Regions from separate parts of the Hordeum vulgare genome. Here region 2 is linked to region 1. The links are chromatin contacts, called in public Hi-C maps. All regions are on one chromosome and are shown on one strand. The core of a region is the stretch at or near the end of the contact, and the rest is flanking DNA. Distances in the headings are between cores, read along the strand shown.

Region 1 (5,399 bases), core at 761-3,260:
GCAAAAACCGTTAAAAGGATCATGTGTGTCCAGGCATACTGTTTGAACTGGTATTTGTATGTCTTTTTCTTCAGTGTCAAAATAAACCATACAAATCCTGGATCATCAGAATTATACATTAGTTTTACGGAAGATATGAAATAGACGTTAGCAAGACAAGACAGGCAGGTTACTAGAGGGAGGAATGTCTATGCAAAACTCATGCGACCAAACAAATTGCACAAGTCAAAGAGAAGCAGCTTTTGCGTAACATATTGTGTTCATTACATAAACTTATAGTGCTTCACATTCCCAAACACTAACACCCATCCAAAATAGGTCAAGTAGACAACAAAATATTTCCACTATGTTTGCATGAATAATTACTAATGCCACAGGTGCACTGTCATTTACATCGACTGGAGAACCTATAATCAAATCAAATAATAACCAAAGTGCCAGCCAAGCAGAGCATAAATGTCATGGGTGATGAGCTACTATCTTTTGGACAAGGTCTTTACACATATTAGCACGTTCTGAAATATTCTTAACACTACGAAATTTTGCAGTGAATAATTACTAATTGACATTATTTCCGCAAAACATACTGTAACTTACCTGAAATATAAAGAAAATAGCAAATAAACATCTGATACTTTATTAGGCCGCTGACGAGCTTATACAACAAGTGATCTGAAGATACTGTGTTAACAAGCTCCCGACTAAGAAAGCGTCCATATGTAAACAACATTGCTGTGAAAAAGAAGTGCCTGCATTACAATGGTGACAGGTACATTATTGAGTTGTTGGCAATTTTCCATTCAAAACAATAGTAGGATCAGAATAGCCTGGCAAGCTGGCACCTACCAGTTCAGAAGCCTGAACCCTGGCAGTTGTTTTTCTTCACTGGATTTTCTGAGTAGGTTAAAAAGCTCTGTCGCCATGAATATTTGAATGACAACCACCATGGCCCAGATATAAAGATGACCCATATAAACTAGGAATGCAAAGCCACCAATCATCCAAACAGTAGAATATGTACGGATAAGCATCGACTTATACTTGTTCCGGTCGCTAACAAGCAAAGTCTGTCCATTGGCTTTATTCCCGTCTGTCATGACCTGAAGAAAAGAAAAAAGATTAGCTGCAAAAAGGAATTGTGTTTGTCAACATAAAACAGGTGGATTCTCCATCTTCGAGCATGCTCCCGTGTTAGTATACTCAACAAATACTCCATTAACCACGGAATAAATGAAACGAGTGGTTCTCAGCATATAACGGGTGGATGCTCTATCTTTCCAGCATGCTCCCATGTTAGTCTATTCAACAAATGCTCCATTAAGCCTGGAATAAGTGAACGATTGGTACTACTTTGTGCCTGCTCGGCTTCATGCTTTTTTCCTATCATACAACGGAAGTAGAGGATTACGTTTCTTTCTGCATAGTACAAGCACCTTAGGTCGAGGTGGTTCCTCAAAATGTAGCTGGTAAATGTTTGTAGCATAGCCATCTCATTAATGACTAAATTTGGAAGGAAAAAACAATCAACAACTTTCGCTTCTCCTGATAATACGGACCATCACAGCGCTGAGAAACTAAAGAGCGTATCCGTTTGCGAACACCACGGAAAGCAAGCCAAAGAGCTGTAAGGAGGAAGATTCCAAGAGAAAAATAACCAACCTCATTAGGGCGCTTACGATTCCTAACACGGCCTACATGAGAAGCAGACACGTCGCTGGAGCTGCTCGCCTCCTTCTCCATCGCTGCAGCCGGGTCTGCAAAATACGCCACAACAGCAAAAGTCGTGTTAGATCGGATCCGCCGGCAGAAGCAAAATTCTTACAGCGAGCGGCGAAACACAGGGGAGCACGCCGCTGTGAATCACCAAGTTGGGTCAACCAATGACTGCTTCACAAATAGATGATCCGCGAAACAGATAGAGCGTGCGCCGACCGCCGATTGGAGGGCACGAAGCTCTCGACTCCGAAGAAGAATAAGGTGGCGATGTGATGGGTACAAGGAACTAGTAGTGACCCAGAAGAAAAGAGACAAGCAGCATTTGTGGCCCAGCCTCTCCTTGGCGTGGCGTGGCGCGGCACGGCAAGCAAGGGAGGGAGGGTTGGGGTCGTTGCACCCACGCAATAAACAAGCTCCACGCACGCAGAAAGCAAGCGTGCTGGGAGACACATCGCTGTCGGGATCGCTCGCCTCCCAACCGCTGGCTTAGCTTAGCTTAGCTAGCTCCAAGCCATCATCAATCGACCAACCGAACCAAGAAACTAAGTAAACAATCCAAGCATCTCGCCCGGAAAGGGCAGAATCTATCTATGCGACAGCATTCAGGATCGCGTGTCCTTCGCCGCTTCCGGGTTAAGAAAAGGACCGAAACAGCTCCGGGAAGTGAGCTCCGCGGCGGCAGAGCCGGGTTGCGGCCAGGGGAGGGATCCCCGGGGCAGGGAGGAAGGGGGGCGGGGGTCCTGAACTGAACTGAACTCACCAGGGGTGGGGGACGGGGGGGAGGGCACGGCCGGGGTGCGAGCCCCTGACGCGGCCCCCTCGACCGGGCCGGGGAGCTCGCCGGAACCCTAGCTCGGCGGCGACGGCGGCGGCGGCGAGCGGGGATTCTGGGTTTGAGGGGGGGATTGATTGATTGATTGATTGTCGTGCGTGCGTGCGATTAATTATTCTTCTTCCCCACTTTGCTTTGCTTCGCTTTTGCGGCCTTTTTTTATACTTATATTATGCGAAAGCTCGGTCGGTCGGAATAAACCGATTTTTTCACGTTTTTGACCCATGGGATGAAAGTATTGCACGGAATGAACTCTGATTGAAACCATTTCACGATCTGGCCTTTTTTGAAACGCCAGAGCCCGTGATGTTGCGGACGCACATATAATATACGGTGCTTAAAAAATATTAAATGGTTGTCGCGGTAACTACGTGTAGTTTTCGTGACAACTGTACATCTCTAATTAAGATGACAAATATGATGACATAGATGTGACAATTAGAAACTACGAAAAGAAAACCAATGAAACATGTCAATATGGGATCTTATTTTGAAGGTCTCGTCGAGACCAACCTAACGTTGAAGGGGAATCTCCAATTAAATTATTAATATATGAGATAAATCATTTTTTAAATTTGAAAAAACATTTACTGCGATGATGTAAGCATGAAGTAAAAGATTCTTGCATGAACATAGGGATGTACGAGCCCGTCGTATGAAAAAGTTGTGGTGCGGCGCTTCTCCGTAGATTTTCCCAACAATAATACATGACAAAAGATTGTCTCCAAAGAGAGAGAGAGACAAAATTGTCCCCTTCTCAAAGAAAAAAATACGTAAAGAACGTCCAGTGGGGATTTCATCACATCATCGCATCACAAATATTCCATTCATTCATTGCCACGGATTAGTTTAATGCCTGTGTGTTGCCACGGACGAGAACATTTTATAAAGACAATAATATATCGACTTGTTATTCTACGATAGGTGTAAATGCTGAAAGCACAATTGCTCCCTATGATGGTTTTGATAATTGATCACAACATATGTATCATTGGACTACTGTGTTTTTTAAGTATATTTCAAAAAAGTTCAAAAGATGCTATGGCTTAAGGTTTTGCGGAGATGCCCCTTGATGCAAGAAAGAAATAATATTGGCTCAAGCTTCAAGCTAGAAGACTCTTCATTTTATATTTATGAGAAATCAGTTTTAAGTCCATAGAAAAGCCAATACTATTAAAAGGGGGTGAGGCAGTCAAATGAAGATTGTTCAAATGCTCAAAGTTAGCCACCAAAACACCCAGTCATTTTTCCCACATATCCACTCTGTCAAGTTCCACATTCACAAATTCGGTATCGCCAACATTTCCGCATCGGACCCACCGTGTTTAAACCTCGGACAGAACCTAAGTCATTCCCACCAAATGTGTTTAAACTGCATCGATGCTACCGAGTTTGGGTGACCAACATTCTCTTGCCAAGATACACAAAATCGGAATTTCCGAGTTTGAGTATTGGTGCCACCGAGTTTGGCCATCTGACCGTTAGTCACGTTTTCGGTGCCATCGAGTTCTATATATCAGTCTCACCGAGATTCAAAAGTTCACACCTTTAGTGCTAGTCAGTACCACCGAGTTTGCTCTTTTGTGTGTAACGGTTGGATTTTGGCTGCTGCCTATATATACCCCTTCACCCACCTCTCATTCGTGGGAGAAGCACTCAGAACGCACACTTCATTTTCAGATCGACTTTCTGAGAGAGAACCACCTACTCATGTGTTGAGACCAAAAGATTCCAATCCAATCATTTGAAACTTGATCTCTAGCCTCCCCAAACTGTTTTCCACCAAATCAACCTCTCCTACCCATGCATATTATGTGAGAGAGTGATTGTGTTGAGGAGACTATCTTTAGAAGCACAAGAGCAAGGAGTTCATTGATCTATCCCATCTATTACCGTTTGGAGGATGGTGCCTCCTAGATTGGTTAGGTGTCGCTTGGGAGCCTCCTACTTCGTGTTGTGGAGTTGAACCAAGATGTTTGTAAGGGAAAGGAGATCGCCTACTTCGTGAAGATCTACCGTGAGTAAGGCTTGTCCTCCATGGACAGAAGCCGTGGTGGGATAGACAAGGCCGCTTCTTTGTGGACCCTGTGTGGACTCTCGCAGTCGTTACCCTCCGTGGGTTGAAGTCTCCACTAACATGGACGTACGATATCGCCACCTATCTGAACCATGCTAAAAATTTCCGTGCCAACCTCATGTGTTTAATCTCCCTACCTTATTGATGACTCACAAGTGTAGGGGATCTATCGTAGTCTTTTCGATAAGTAAGAGTGTCGAACCCAACGAGGAGCAGAAGGTATTGACAAGTGACCTTGAGCAAGGTATAACTGCAAGTACTGAAAGGTAGCTTTTTATGGATTTTTTTAGTATAAGCAACAAGAAAATAAATGCAAGTAAAATAAATGGTGCCGAGGGACTAAACTTATAAAGACTAAGGCGTTCCCGAGGACACAAGGGAGAGATAGTCAAGTGCTTTCGTTATATTCCGTCTAGTACTATGTTTTGTATTGATAAGTGTTATGTGGGTGGATTTTAACTAGTGCACCGTCTAGGCTAAGACAAGTACACTCTTATCCCTCTTGCAAGCATCCACAAATACAAGAGAGAAATTAAGGCAAAGCCTAACTATAGCAATAAACTTTAGGATCCAATACTCCCTCATGCAAAAGTATGTGAACCGGGGTTCAGGTTTCTGTTACTCCGGCAACCCACCATAAGCATTATTTATACACGATGCATTCCCCTACATCCTTAAAAAGGCGAAGTGTTATGTAGTCGGCGTTCACATAACATCACTAGAAGAATAACATCATAACTTAAATATCAATCAACACATATTACTTCAACATCA
Region 2 (5,425 bases), core at 2,434-4,933, 400 kb before region 1:
TGACAGTGTGTGCAAGCTTCTAGTCGGGAACAAATGTGATTTGGTTGATAGTAAGGTCGTCGATACAGAGGAGGCCAAGGTAAGCCGTTCCCTCTCTTGTTTTTCTTCAGTTGACAGTTTAAGCCATAGGCTGAATGACAACAGATTTATTTGACCTGTCTACAATTCTAGTGTCGAATTACTCAATTTCATGACTTGCTTTAATCAACATTTGGAAAATCAGGTGATTTCTGCTGTGTTGGCTAACATCTAAGCATGATTTTAGTTCGACCATACATGGAATATTTAAATGGATAGAACAATGCGTCTCTAATTGCCGACCAAAAAAAAAAACACTATGAAACTCTTCCATTCTTGATAAATCAACTTCTTTATTCTTCTTGATACTCTTCTAATGTGGTTCCAGTCTTTGTTTGTTATTCGGGACAATTACTCCAAATATAGATATGTTAATCAAGTGACTAAAATATCTAGGATGAATTTCAGGCTTTTGCAGAATCATTAGGAATGAATTTCCTGGAGACAAGTGCAAAGGAGTCCATCAATGTGGAGACAGCTTTCTTAACCATGTCATCAGAAATCAAGAACAAGTAAGCCAAGAAATGCACATTTTTAGAGGCCTCTCTGCTATATTTGGCACTGATAGATCATCAAATGAGCTGTATGCTTGTGGAAAGAATATCTCTGGGAATTCCATCAATATATTTTAAAAATTGGTTACTTTCGCTGCCTTTTAAAAACCTTATGTGCATGCTTCCCATTTGATAGGGTCTATCTGATTGCTGAATTTACTTGCCTGCAGGATGGCGAGCCAACCTGCAGCGGAGAGGAAATCGACGGTCCATGTTCACATGAAAGGGCAGCCCATACAGCAGCAGCAGAGCAGCTGCTGCTCCTGATAAGCTCAGCAAGGCTCCATCCATACACCTCACCTCATGATATCTGCTTGAGTGGCTGGAGGCTAGAAGATTCACCATGAAAGGCTGGGGAGGGCAGTGAACTGGATATATATACTGAATACAGAATTTGTCTACATCAGAAATTGTGTTGCTACTTACTGTTTAATGTACCCGTCACAGTTGGAGCTTGTTATGGAATCTCATTAGTCGTTACTTCGTCAGTGTTTTAGAAGCATTTGATGGATCTTAGATGACAAAAATTGTATGAAAATATGGTTAATTCAAGCTTGTCGGTCATCATCCTGTCATCTTTTAGAAAAGGCCCATATATTGTTGCTAATTATTTGGAGTTTGTCTTGAGTCATTACTTCGTAACAGAAATTATATGAAAAATATGGTTAATTCAAGCTTATCAGTCATCGTCCTGCCATATTTCAGAAAGGCTCATATATTGTTGCTAATTATCTGGAGTTTCTCTTGAGTCGTTACTTCGTATTGTATGAAAAATATGGTTAATTGTATGAAGAGTATGGTTAATTCTAGCTTGTCAGTCACCATCCTGCCATATTTCAGAAAGGACCATATATTGTTGCTAATTATCTCGAGTTTGTCTTGAATACTTTATAACATAAATTGTATCAAAATATGGTCAATTCTAGCTTGTCAATCATCTTGTCATCTTCCAAATATAATCATAGCTGGAGTTTGTCTTTTTGGCACTTTCCTACTTGTGAAAAAAGTGGACAAGAGGAGGCCAGAAGCATTTGGCTGAGATATAAACCAATGAACTTGATATATCATATAGTAACTGAACATATGTGAGTTTCAGGTCTATAACAAGGCAGGGAGGATATCTGACAAAATGAATCAACAAGGCTTTAAACTCAAAAAACAACCATTACAAAACATACATCCGCTGGGCATCGTCCATCCTAAGCTGAGCAGCATTGCTTCTTTTCGCCGCCATTGTCGGCGGCGGCAGCGACATTGATGGTCTTACCTTCCTTGACCCCGGCAGCCGCTGCCCTGTCCTCCTCGGAGGCCACGGCCTTCTTGCTGATGGTGCGGTAGATGTCGCCGAGGATGAGCTGGAAGGCCTCCTCGACGTTCATGGCCTCGAGCGCGGACGTCTCGATGTAGGACAGCCCCTCGGCCTCGGCGTAGCTCCCCGCGTCGTCGGTGGTGACGGCCCGGAGGTGCTTGAGGTCGGTCTTGTTGCCGACGAGCATGATCCGGATGTTTGCGTCGGCGTGGTCGCGCAGCTCCTTGAGCCACCGGCTGATGTTCTCGAAGGTGGTTGGCTTGGTGACGTCGTAGACGAGCACCGCCCCGAGGGCTCCCCGGTAGTAGGCGCTCGTGATGGCCCGGTACCGCTCCTGCCCCGCCGTGTCCCAGATCTGCGCCTTGATTATCTTGCCCTCCACCTGCAAACAACAGGTCACAAATTGAGAAGAGGTCAGGCTTCAGAGAAAACTGTGCATCCTGGAAATAAGATAGCAGCAGGCTTTGTCATGACCAATGCTACACTTGTACCTATAAGCCTGTTGCTACATTCTACTTGCATGATACAACCTCTTGTGTAACTTAATGTAAGACAGTTTCTCAGGCTTATGGCCGGTCTAAAACACGCCTTACATTAACTTACGCAGAGGGAGTACATCATCATATATACTCCCTCCGTTCCTAAATATAAGTCTTTTAAGCGATTTCACTATATGTCTACATACGGAGCAAAATGATTGAATGTACACTCTAAAGTATGTCTATATACATCCGTATGTAGTCCACCAGTGAAATCTCTACAAAGACTTATATTTAAGGACGGAGGGAGTATATATATGGGTGTGGGCTTAACAATGGGTAGAAAGACAAGTCGACGGCACCACTTGGTCTGCCAGCTACTGAACTGAGTGTGACACCCTCTGAAGTTGATTATGGTAGTACTGGCGGTGCAGGCTTCGACGGCGATGAGCCAGCGCGCAGCTGGCATCCAGTCATCACCGGAATCCCAACCGAGCAAGCAACCGGGCCGGGGTTCGTTAGTGGGATGGATCTCAGCAGGAAAGTGGTCTGTAATGAAAGAGCTATGTACGGTGGCAGTATGTGGCTAGTGCTGAGCTGCTGGTGAAGCTGAAACCTTTGGAAAGAAGAGGGAAGAAACCCTGGTTGTCAGGCTGAGCACCGTGCAGCAATCAATCAATCAATCAATCAATCAAGAGTATGGTAGATCTGGCTAGCCGCGGCGAAGATGATGGAAGGCAGCAGCTACCTCGTCCCTGAACCTCAGGCCATCGATTCACTGCCCCGCTACGCTAGGGTAGCCACCTTTGGCAGCGGATTAGCGGATCTGGAGCGTGAGATGGATCTAGCAGGAAGGCAGGCAGGCGAAGCAAGGGAAGGGAAGGGAAGGGAAGGGTGGTTACGTGGAGGGTGCGGGTGGCGAACTCGACGCCGATGGTGGACTTGGACTCGAGGCAGAACTCGTTGCGGGTGAAGCGGGAGAGCAGGTTGGATTTGCCCACCCCGGAGTCGCCGATCAGCACCACCTTGAACAGGTAGTCGTACTCCTCCTCCCCCCGCCCGCTCCTCCCCCCGCCGCCGCCCGCCATTCCCCTCTCCGCTGCCTTCCTTCCTTGCTTGGGATCTCTTCTCCGCTAAGCAAGGCCTCTGCTCTCTCTGTTTCTAGAAGAGAGCGTACTCTTTACTCTACTACCACTGCTCTGATCTACTCAACTCTACTGCATCCAGTTTGGTGCCAGTACATCTCCACGCTGGATCTGCTCGGCTGGATGCCTCTAACCACTCTACTCACTCCCCTCACCATTATTTTTACTAAACCACCCCTCGCAAACTTAATTTCCCCCACCCCCTCTACCAAACCGCTTCTCGCACGTCCGCCCCTTCTTTCTCCCGCTCGTAAGACCAACTCCAACGCACGACGACAACCATAACCGGCGCCCGCAAACTGTTCGACGCTATAGGATAACTGACGACCCCCACGGCGTAAGATTGGATCTCTGTCTTTGTTTCCTTCTGTTCCCGAGTTTTTCTACGTTCCAGATTCTGTCTTTTCACCGTTTCTTATATTCCTCGAGATCCGTAACTCCGATTGGGATGATATTTTAGCATGATTTTTATCCGGAAATTAACTTTCTTGCAGCGAAAGAAGGTCACCAACCGCCTTACGGGCTGGCCACAAGACAGCCTGGCACGCCCTACCCCCCAGGCCACGCCCCTCTGGCTTGTGGGCCCCTCGGGCACCACCTTCTGTTGATTCCACTTCCCAAAATTCACATATATTCCAAAACAAATCTCTGTAAGTTTTTATCCCGTTTGGACTTCGTTTGATATGGATTTTCTGTGAAATATAAAAAACACGCAACAAACAGGAACTGACACTGGGCATTGGATCAATATGTTAGTCCTAAAAATAGTATAAAAGATTACCAAAAGTATATGAAATTTGTAGAGTATTGGCATGAAACAGTAAAAAATTATAGATACGACGGAGAATTATCAAGATGCTATGTCATTAAAGCCCTCATATTTTTGAAGATGTGCATGTCATTCTCCAAAGGCATAATCAGGGTGTGAACCGGATAAATCTTGAAATGAACACGATGTTTGGGGACCACGTTATTACTCACTAATTTTGGGTCCAGGTGAGCGACGAACATTCGGGGAACCTCGGGGACCGGTTACGAGGACCTCGTCAAAACTCGCAGATTTGGTCCATTCTGGCCAGTTTTGTATGGTATTACTCATTGATTTTGAGTCCCGGAGCGATACGAACGTTCCGCAAACTCAAGGGACCGATTACGGGGACATCATCAAAACTCGCAGATTTGATCCATTCTAGCCAATTTTCTATGATATTACTCACTGATTTTGTGTCCCGGGTGCGATATGAAAGTTCCGCGAACTCCGGTTACCGATCACAGGGACCGGTTACGAGGACCTCGTCAAAACTCGCAGATTTGGTCCATTCTGGCCAGTTTTGTATGGTATTACTCATTGATTTTGAGTCCCGGAGCGATACGAACGTTCCGCAAACTCAAGGGACCGATTATGGGGACATCATCAAAACTCGCAGATTTGATCCATTCTAACCAGTTTTCTATGATATTACTCACTGATTTTGTGTCCCGGGTGCGATACGAAAGTTCCCGAACTCCGGTTACCGATCACAGGGACCGGTTACGAGGACCTCGTCAAAACTCGCAGATTTGGTCCATTCTGGCCAGTTTTGTATCGTATTACTCATTGATTTTGAGTCCCGGAGCGATATGAACGTTCCACAAACTCAAGGGACCGATTACGGGGACATCATCAAAACTCGCAGATTTGATCCATTCTAGCCAGTTTTCTATGATATTACTCACTGATTTTGTGTCTCGGGTGCGATACGAGAGTTCCGCGAACTCCGGTTACCGATCACAGGGACCGGTTACGAGGACCTCGTCAAAACTCGCAGATTTGGTCCATTCTGGCCAGTTTTGTATCGTATTACTCATTGATTTTGAGTC

The links. A called contact is a pair of places that touch in the nucleus more often than the background predicts.
Region 2: a Hi-C map of leaf shows a contact between it and region 1, with 4 times the contacts expected there. The contact joins the promoter of LOC123426386 here to the promoter of LOC123426172 in region 1. A contact is called at or near these places in 2 of 6 Hi-C or Micro-C datasets (both in leaf) and 1 of 1 datasets of contacts at active chromatin or transcription factors (embryo).

Annotation. Positions count from the first base shown.
Region 1 is chr1H:4,506,111-4,511,509 of MorexV3_pseudomolecules_assembly, reverse strand. It overlaps LOC123426172 (phosphatidate cytidylyltransferase 1-like), which reads right to left and starts at 2,010. Exons shown (of 12, transcript XM_045110044.1): 1 at 1,879-2,010; 2 at 1,660-1,754; 3 at 847-1,100; 4 at 598-749; 5 at 1-97. The coding sequence starts at 1,740.
Region 2 is chr1H:4,905,784-4,911,208 of MorexV3_pseudomolecules_assembly, reverse strand. LOC123426386 (ras-related protein RABA2a-like) reads right to left here and starts at 3,683. Exons shown (of 2, transcript XM_045110239.1): 1 at 3,323-3,683; 2 at 1,669-2,323. The coding sequence starts at 3,508. The coding sequence ends at 1,832. It overlaps LOC123426463 (ras-related protein RABD1-like), which reads left to right. Exons shown (of 8, transcript XM_045110333.1): 6 at 1-79; 7 at 487-590; 8 at 803-1,239. The coding sequence ends at 899.